2 separate regions of the Mus musculus genome follow, and region 1 is linked to region 2. A link is a contact called in public HiCAR-type data. All regions are on one chromosome and are shown on one strand. The core of a region is the stretch at or near the end of the contact, and the rest is flanking DNA. Distances in the headings are between cores, read along the strand shown.

Region 1 (4,620 bases), core at 1,054-3,553, 250 kb before region 2:
GTGTTATGTTTTATATTTAAAATATAAAGACTGTGTGTATCTTTCACCCAAGAACATAAATAGTTGGGGGCTGGAGAGATGGCTCAGTGGTTAAGAGCTCTGATTGATCTTCCAGAGGTCCTGAGTTCAATTCCCAGCAACCACATGGTGGCACACAACCATGTGTAATTGGATCTAATGTTCTCTTCTAGTGTGTCTGAAGACAGCTACAGTGTACTCACATACATAAAAATAAATAAATAAATAAATCATTTAAAGGAGAAGGAGAAGGAGAAGGAGAAGGAGAAGGAGAAGGAGAAGGAGAAGGAGAAGGAGAAGGAGAAGGAGAAGGAGAAGAAGAAGAAGAAGAAGAAGAAGAAGAAGAAGAAGAAGAAGAAGAAGAAGAAGAAGAAGAAGAAGAAGAAGAAGAAGAAAGAAGAACAAAGTAGTCTAAGGCAGGGAAAAAGCTCCAGGCCAGGATTTTGAAGCCCCCATCTCCAGATGTGTGTTTGATTTCTAAATATAGTTGTATGTTCATAGGATCTCTCGAAGGAACATGGGGCCTTGGGAAGGGTCACACAGCCTTGGTCAAGCATTTGGAATCTTTTCAGTAACTAACTAGTCATTAGTAGTAATTAGCTGACTGCTATTAATTAGCTGTGATCTTTGATAATTTGCTTCCTTTAGGTCTCAGTTCTGAAGTGGGTTTGGCCTAATGCTGCTGGTGTTATAATGTTAACTTTGGTCTGCAAAACTGCCTACACAAGTGTCTGTACCTAAAACACTGAGAGACTCTCCTCACAGTTGGCTCCAATTGGTAAATAAAGATCCCAGCAGCTAATGGCTGGATAGGACAGACAGAGGCAGGAATTTTAGGATTCCTGAGCTTTGGAGAGGGAGGAAGAAAGGAAGAAGGAGAATTGCCATGGGAGGGGTGGAGGACTACCAGCCATGTAAGAATTCTGGTTAAGTGACTCTAGTGGCCACTTCCCCAATTGGGTCTGGGGTAGCAGAGATGAAATATAGATTTTTTCAAGATGTTAAGTCCGAGATACTGGAAAGATTAGAAGTGTCCAGCTTTTGAGCTAGCTGGGGCATATCAAAATTAAATGGTGTATGTGTGTGTGTGTGTGTGTGTGTGTGTGTGTGTGTGTGTGTGTGTGTTTCATTCTTGAATCCAGTTAGATCTTGGGTGGGTGCATGTGCAATCTGTTGTGAGCATGGGGCAGGTTAACAAACTACTGCTACACAGTTCCTTGAATACAGAGGGACAGAATCTCTAAGCACTTCCTAATCTAGAACTCAGGTAGCACAGTGCTGGGTTGTATGGGAACTGCTTTAGAATGCTGTGACTCTTGGGATGCAGCCAGTGGGATACAACCTACTGTGGACAATTCTTCGTTTACAAGGGAAGCTTGGCTGAATGCGAAACTCACCGTGGTATCTGTCTCTATTCTTACTTGACTACTATATTAATTATCCACTAAATAAAAAATTACCTTCTGAGCAATATCTGTCAGACAACACACATTTTTTTCTGTATCAGTTTTTGTGGGGTTGATATCTGGTTGTGGTCTAACTGGGTACCTCTGGCTGAGGGGCTGTAATGGGGCTGCAGACTGCTATCTGTGCTTTGGTTACATTTTACATTTTCTTGTTCCTGGGCCAACTACCTGACAAAGCAACTTAAAGGGGTGTGGGGGAGCACTTATTTTGCCTTACAGTTCTAGGGGGTGCAGTCCATCAGGGTGGCAAGGAAATGTCTGCACGGCACTGGGAACACACTGTTGGGTCTCCTTACTCTTTCATATCCTGGTGAACATGAAGCAGACTAAACCACAACTGGGGCTGAGCTATGAAGTCTTCAGGCCTGCCCCAGTGACCTACAACCTACTATTGGCCTCTCCCTCTAAAACAGTGTACTAGTGGGCTGCCAAATGTTCAAACACACGAGCCCGTGGGATACATTTCACACTCAAGCCATATGAGATGGCAACCTCACTGCTGGGAGCTCCTGCTTCTGAGTCTACCCACCTGGATGGTTGGCCAGCTGTTCATGATCTAATTCAAAGTGCATGTGCACAGGCTTGTCCATAGTGCTTTTGCACAGCACAGAAGGCAGCTGCCTGCACAGGGGCAGGGTGAGGTAGCTCCCAGCACAGCCGAGACAGGGAAGAGGATTTGTGCAGTGATGTGTGCTATTCACTGGGGCCTGAACCTCAAAGAGAGGGCATTTTTGAGCTTCTGAGTTGCTCCTTACCACTACAGTGACTTGGTTGACATTTGGGAAAGAAATTATGAACCTGTTAAGCCAGAGAAAAACACTGTAGTCTTCCTTTCATCAAAGGAAACCACCTACAAGTCACCAAAGTGGCATGTGCTGTTCTAGGTTGGTTGACAAAGTCTCTGGTTTGCTAGCATTTTGACTAATTTTTCTTTAGTGAGTCTCTTCAGAAACCAGAAAGTTGGAATTTCCCTACTAAAAACTAGGTGCCACCAGGCCACAGTTTGCCTTGTTCGTAGAATTTTTTCCATGTACATCTAATGGGACCCAGAGACTTGCTCAGGAGGTTGGCATGGGCTTGGGGTGGGGTATATGAGATCCCAGGCATTTGCTGCTGGCTTAAAGACAGACCCTGAGGTCCAGAAACCTTCCCTGGGGTTAAAACTGGGACAAGAGCCTCTCTCAAACCTCTCTCTGTACAGGCTATCCACTCTTATCCTTTTGCTGTATAACAGAGTTAGCTAGATAAGCCATGATCTAGACAATAAACAGCGCTTATACTGCTCCAAATCGTTGGGCACAGCCTCCAGAATCTCAGATCTCTGGCCAGCACTCCAGTGGGACAGTCTCCTCAGCTCGTTTCCCATGCCTTAGCCCAAACCCTACTCAGAGGAAGAAGTTGCTGCTGCTGCCCTCACCCTCAGGAAAGGCTGGTAACTCACTTAGAGGTCACTTTGAACCAAATGGAAATTTCCTGAAGGCCACTATTCCAATGAGGAAAATGACCCACAGCAGTTCTGATAGGGGCTCAATTTGGAACTAAGGTTCAGGATCCAGACTCTTTAAATGACTGAAGGACTCTGTTTCCAAAATTAGAGAAGACACCTAGGAGGACAGTGGTGTGGTTTATGAAGTTCGAGGAGGATACTTCTCAAAGAAGACTTTCTAGGGTGCCAAACAACAGAAAGAGAGAGAAACAGGATGGACAGGACCATCCAGTAAAACCGGGAGGTCTGCTCCCTCCAGCCTGCAAGCATCTTATATAAAAATGTCATCTGTAAAAATCATGGAAGAAGCAGCAAGCAAAATCAATGCCAGTGACATCATGCTGAAGAGAAACAGCCGACATCTCACCATGGGGTTTTTTTTACAGATTAGTAAAAATTTGTCATGATTTTTTTTTTAAAGCATGAAATTTCATGTTTCTTCCAAATCAGGCTTCTTTCACTCTGTGGCAGCCAGTGCTATGGTGTTCCACCGATTCCTCTTCCTTTGTGGTGGTACTGTCCCTCTAGCTATCAAGGTGTTGCCGACTGACCCATCACTGCTGAATGAGGAGATTTCTCAGGGTAAAGGTTAGCATCCTCCCTCTGCATCTTGTGACCAGCTGACAAGGAACACAATTAACAAGGCAAAGGCACTAAGCAGGAGAATCAGACTTCAAATCAAAGCGAAGATTATGCAAGATTATGTCCTCAACGTCCTTACATGGAGCTCACACAGCAAGATGACAGTGACTATTATTATTAGTAATAGAGCAGGCAAGCCTAGCCAGAGATTTAAGCAAGATGGGTCATCTCCCAAGACTTAGAACATTTAGCCCCACTTCAGTAGAGCAGCCTACACAATGTGCAATTCTGAATTTCAAAGGTTATTCTAGAACACCGTGAATGAGCAGGACATGTATGGGATGATTTTGTTATGAACAAGAGCACAGGTAGTGGTTTACCTTCTCAGAGACATGTGAGTTGCTTGGATGATAGACAGGTTGCAAGCTTGGCATGGAGTTATCCTTCTGCCAGTTTATTAATGGTTCACATCTGGGCTCTGGTAAAATATGTTTGCGTGGTTAACAGTGTACTTAGATATAATAATAAATAAATCTTTTTAAAAAATGAACATATGCTCATCATAAAAATGCATACTTTGTAAACATCAATATTAAGATCACTGTTTCATTTATTTTGTGGAGAGATGAGGCCTGTGCCTCATTCAAAGACCCCATTTGAGCCTTTCAAGCTGAATGCCAAATAAATAAATATCCATTTAAGTGGAATCTTCTTATATGAGAACATATTTCACACCTAATGGGTTCTCCACACCTGGGAGCACCCCTCACATGGTCTTAATGGGAACTGCCACAGACACAAAATGACTACCTGTCCCAAAGTAATTGGTCCAGAGTCAAGCTGCTTGACAGGTCTGTCTACATGACTAGGCTAAACCAGTTTAATTTACTTTGGTTTTATGGATATTTTCTGGTTGGAGCTAGCCAAGGTGAACCAGACAGTAGATTGAGTTTCTACTCCAGTGCCAACCACATTGTGCTATTGTGAGGCCGAGAGAGGAAGCTGTAATACCACTCATGACAGCAGTGTGGAGGTAAGCTGCCCTGGAAATCACGGAGAAACATTGTA
Region 2 (4,775 bases), core at 1,105-3,604:
CCGGAAAAGCCATGAGCACCTCCTTCCCACCCTATATGAACATAAAAGGACCTGGCAGTGCACACCTGAGATCCCAGAGCTCGGGCGATGGAGTCAGGAGGATCCCTGGGGCCCACGGACTAGTCAGTCAGTTTAGCATAATCAGCCTAGGTTCAGAAGACACCCTGTCTTAAAACTGTGGTCGAGGGTGATTGAGGAGATACCCACAATGACCTCTGGCCTCCACACCTGCATGCACATAAGCATGCACCCATGTCTGCATGTGCACATATGTGAATACATGCATGCACACACACCAAAAGAAAAAAAAATAGAGTTTCAGAGTGGCCATTTTGAGCAGGTCGACTGCAATACGCTACCTTAGCTCTAAGTGGTTGGGGGCGGGAGACAGCCCTTCCCTGTTCTCTACAGCCTCTGCATTCTGGCAGTGCAAGCTACTCGTGAAGGCACCCCAAAGGCATCCTAGCTCGGAGGCCCCTCCTAAATTTCACACAAAAAACTTCGTGTAAATGAACAGAGAGCTTTTGAATATGGTCAGCTCCACAAGGCCATGGGAGTTAAAGACTTTGGACTTGAAGAACAGAAGGGAGCTAGCTACTGAAGGTCCCTGAGCAGGGGTTGGCATAGCAAGAGCAGTCAGTCCTGCAGCAGCTGTGGAAGGGCTGGAGTGGAGTCAAGAGACTCCAGAAGTTACCACGGTTGTCCAGGCATGAAGCAAAAGGGGAGATTCGATGGTATCCATGGCAACGGAAAAAGGAAGATATGAAAATTATTCTGAAGGCAGAAACAACAGGACTTGATTAGTGATTGGATATGGGTGTGTGGAGGAGGCAGGAGCGAGGAATGACTCAGGGGTTTTGTGCTTTGGAAGCTTGTGGGAATAAATCTGAAATAGGAACACTAATCAGAAGCGCTGCTGTGATGGGGGAAATGGAGAGTACGGCTTAAGGCATGCTGGATTTCACACAATGATGGAATACATAAGTAGAAATGTTCTCTGCACATCACAAAGGATGCGGTTCCCTCCTCTGCTTCTCTGGCGTTAAATGCATAAGAGAAGCCCTTTTGGAAGGAGGGGACCTGCAGAATAAATTTCCTGCTTCTCTTACTTGTAATAAGCTGTTGCAGAAGGCCTTCACTGTCATCATTGGCTTTGTCTTCAAGCAAACGCAAAGGACTATTCAGCATCTGTTTATGCTTGCCAGCTGAACAGGCACAATTCACAGTAACAGATCCTGAACCTGAGAGGGCTCCAGGCTGAGACAGCTGACATTTACAAGGCCAGTCCTCAGAGAAGACAGTAGGGCAGTAGTTACTGAACCATATCTGTGTGAGGTTAATGGTCATGTTCATACGCCATACGGAGAAACCACGAAGAGGGAAGGATGCTGTCCAAATCAGAGCAGCGGGGACCAGAGGATACTGGGAGTTTGAGATAAAAAGAAAATTACCTAGAATTCTTTTTTTTTTTTTTTTTTTTTTTTTGATTAGTGCTAACTTGAGTCATCCTTTCCTTGGGAAAGAAGAGTAGACTGGGATGTGACTTACAATCTACAGTTATTAATTAATCTGTGATCCAACCTTATCATATTCACAGATTCTGGAACATCCACAGGATCATGCGGCTGACCTTCAGGAATGCTGGATCTCACATCTAAATCCCTGAGAAAAGTCCACAGTGTTCTATAATGAAATTTAGCTGCTAATTAAACATAGCAGAGTACAAACCCCCCATAAAAGGACTTGTGGGGCAGTGTCTTCAGCAAACTTCCTTTCCCATGTAGGACAAAGTCCTACCGCATGAAAGATTCAAAGCAGGTGTCCCCACCATCCCTGTGTGAGCAGTACATGCCTAAACACAAATACTTTTATTTTCCCCAGTCGCTGGGTTCCTGGGTTTCATGAAGGACTCGTTCAGCTCTGTCAACTGAATGGAACGTCACTGTACATCGGGACAGACTGATCAAGTTCAGGGCATATCATTCACTTTCATCCTTCTGTCTACTGTGCTGTTAGCAAGAGTTGGTCAAGCCCTGTGTGGATGCTGAGGAAATTAAAAAGCTCCATGAAGAATAGGCTCGAAGACACTACCTCCTGTGTCTACCGGGATGAGTGAGGGTCCCCTTCTCCTGTGCTGGTGCCCGTAGAGTTTCCAACCTCACCTAAGAACAAGCGGGATTAAGTTTCTCTGTAAAATGTAGACAGAATCTTCACATTCAACCTTTACATAACATGTTTTGTTTCACTACATTCGAGGGACTTTCCTAAAGCAAGGATCTTTATCTTTGCAGCTACCTCTGTGTGTGCAAGCTTGGTTTCTTTTCTCTCTGGCAGCTTCCTCCAGAGCCTTAGCCTTACCAGCATCCTGTGACTCACACTTTCATTTCTTGTAAGTCGACACAGAGAGCTGTCCCTGACGCGCTTGGAGTGATGGATTAAAAATATTCAAGAGAAAAAATAACAAACGCAGTTACACTTAAACCATGTGGGATGCCTCCTATCTCTCCCCCTTTCGTTTCTTTCTCGTTGGCTTTCTACTGTCAACCTGCTTGTCACCAACAGTGGGTGTCAACCTGTCAGTTAACTGTCTATCACAATACATCACCTTTATTAGAGGAGTTGCAGAGCAAGCCTGTGGTCCCTCATTGATTTGCCTGTTGCACCCCACATGCTGCCTCTCCCTGCACCTAGTGATTTTCTCCTTCCCATAGCTGGGGCAGCCAGGCTCACTGCCTTCCCTCGCTCTCAGGCCAGTTATTTCCCTTTCCCGGATTACTCTGTTAACTTCACAATTGCAAAGAGCATGGCATTCGTTCCTCAAGGGTCCTACTGCATGAAAATAAAGATGCCATGCCTAATTCCAAGCCTGGGGTGAAAGCAGAAATGGGAGGTGGTGAGATATAGTATGTGGCAGTTCAGATGGAGGAGCCTCAATAGGCATAGATACCACAGACATCTATGAGCTCTCTGTTGAGGACAGTTTTCCAAAAGATGCACTAATCCTAACCCTAACCTCAATCCTAACCCTAACCCTTGTTAGTACAAACACTGACCTTTGTTGAGCTGTCTTTCCAAAGAAAGGGTACCCTGAACCTGTAAAGGAAAGAAGTGCTCACTACCCATCACAATGGGTTAAGGTTCATAATGCTCAAGACCCCCTCCTGTTAAATAATCTACTCCACGTGCAGATGTTGCCCATACCTCTTCACAGTCTACACTGCTGCTATTCCAGCTTAGTAAACTCTCTCTCTCTCTTTCTCTCTCTCTCTCCTCTCTCTCTCTCTCTCCCCTCTCCATCCTCTCCTCCCTCTCCCCACTCTTCCCCCTTTCCTCTCCCTCTCCCTCTCTCCCTCTCCCCCTCCCCCTCCCTCTCCCTCCTCTCTCTCTCTCCCTCCCTCCCTCCCTCCCTCCCCCTCTCTCTCCTTCTTCTCCTCCCCTCCCTCCCTCTCTCTCCCCCTCTCTCTTTCCTCATATTATTATTCTGATATTCCACCTATTTCGAGTACTCTGAGTAATAACATCCTTTGTTTTACCCCAAAGAGTTTTGTATGTTCTGTGAAAAGCATCTAAGAAACTACCCAGCTAATATATTCACTTATATGTGGGGGGGGGGGGAAGCTCAATCCCTCACAGTTTTTGAGATTTTTTTTAGCTGTCAATAAGAACATTAGGCAGATGAAAACTTAGAGGCTAAACTTTCTAGTCTATCACATCTTGAAATGGTTAACTCCCCTCTCCTCTTGCTCCACTCCCGCCTCTCTCTAGTCTATGTACATTCCTGGCCTCCATAATGATGGGCTGTAATAGCCCATTTACTCAGTAGAGTGGATTTCTGAAACCCATTTCCAGATTACAGCCTGTGTGCCAGGGCTGCGTTTATTTTCATTACTAGAGAAAGGGGTGCAGCCTTGTAACGCTGACTTTTCAATAGCTCCATCAGAAAGTGCTCGGAGCACCTTCTCAGTGCTCACCAAATGCTGCAGAATCCTCCAGAGACATACCCCTTCCTTCACACCAGTGAACAAAACCTTCACCACACAATGAACCCCACTGTTCCCCTCCCCAGTCAGACAGCAGCCACTGGGCGCTTTGTAGAAGTTACTTCTTCCCATTCCGGCTTGTCTCCTAACAGAAAGCAATCTCAGACTCAAGACAGTGTACTCTCCTAATTCCTAAAACCTCTGGCCTGAAGAGGACCCAAAGTTTGAAGGAATCAAATCGATCAAGCCAGCAGCATTTTAATATGATTGATTCACAGTGATAGTCTAATAAAATAGCTATCTGTCACTTCAAGTTAATTCAATACATAATAATAAGTATGTATTGGATGACAAAAAAGCTGGGAGTCTTGGTGAGTCTTTAAGAGATGGTGAAGGAGCCCTTTCAACACACAGATACACATCACATATATACATATACCACACATATACATACCACACACAGCACACACACACACACAGAGAGAGAGAGAAAGACAGAGAGAGACAGAGACACAAAGACTGAGAGAGACAGAGAGAGATAGAGACAAAGAGACAGAGACAGAAAGAGTATCACAGAACTTTAAGCTGTGGCTTTTCCAAATAATAGTGCTTTGATGACAAGTGCATCTTAGAGCTCAGCAAACTCTCACCCTACTTCTGTGGTTAGCCCTTCCAAGGCCATGTGATCCAGGTTCATTTTGAGCTCTAAGCCCTGAGCCTACACAGTTCTGACAACTTCTATTTTAAGCCTAGTCTTCAGAGGGAGAGGGGAAAGGGAGAACTTGAGGAAGCTGA

What was found. HiCAR-type assays count read pairs that join an accessible place to other places.
Region 1: a HiCAR-type map of Th17 cells shows a contact between it and region 2, with 4 times the contacts expected there. The contact joins two enhancer-like sites. A contact is called at or near these places in 4 of 15 datasets of contacts at CTCF or cohesin (CD8 T cells, the NIH/3T3 cell line, large pre-B cells and 1 more), 7 of 484 Hi-C or Micro-C datasets (B cells, the C10 cell line, bone marrow-derived macrophages and 4 more) and 7 of 115 datasets of contacts at active chromatin or transcription factors (CD8 T cells, T-cell acute lymphoblastic leukemia, Th17 cells and 4 more).

The regions. Positions count from the first base shown.
Region 1 is chr9:14,138,459-14,143,078 of GRCm38.p6, reverse strand. No RefSeq gene overlaps it. Among named protein-coding and RNA genes, the nearest start is that of Gm39292, 12 kb to the left of the region's middle. Within about 2 kb of position 2,303, at least 8 of the 459 cell types and tissues checked have an H3K27ac peak or open chromatin away from gene starts, as enhancers often do. A contact at or near this core is called in Th17 cells and regulatory T cell precursor, where this site is marked.
Region 2 is chr9:13,892,275-13,897,049 of GRCm38.p6, reverse strand. No RefSeq gene overlaps it. Among named protein-coding and RNA genes, the nearest start is that of Fam76b, 67 kb to the right of the region's middle. Within about 2 kb of position 2,354, at least 90 of the 459 cell types and tissues checked have an H3K27ac peak or open chromatin away from gene starts, as enhancers often do. A contact at or near this core is called in Th17 cells and regulatory T cell precursor, where this site is marked.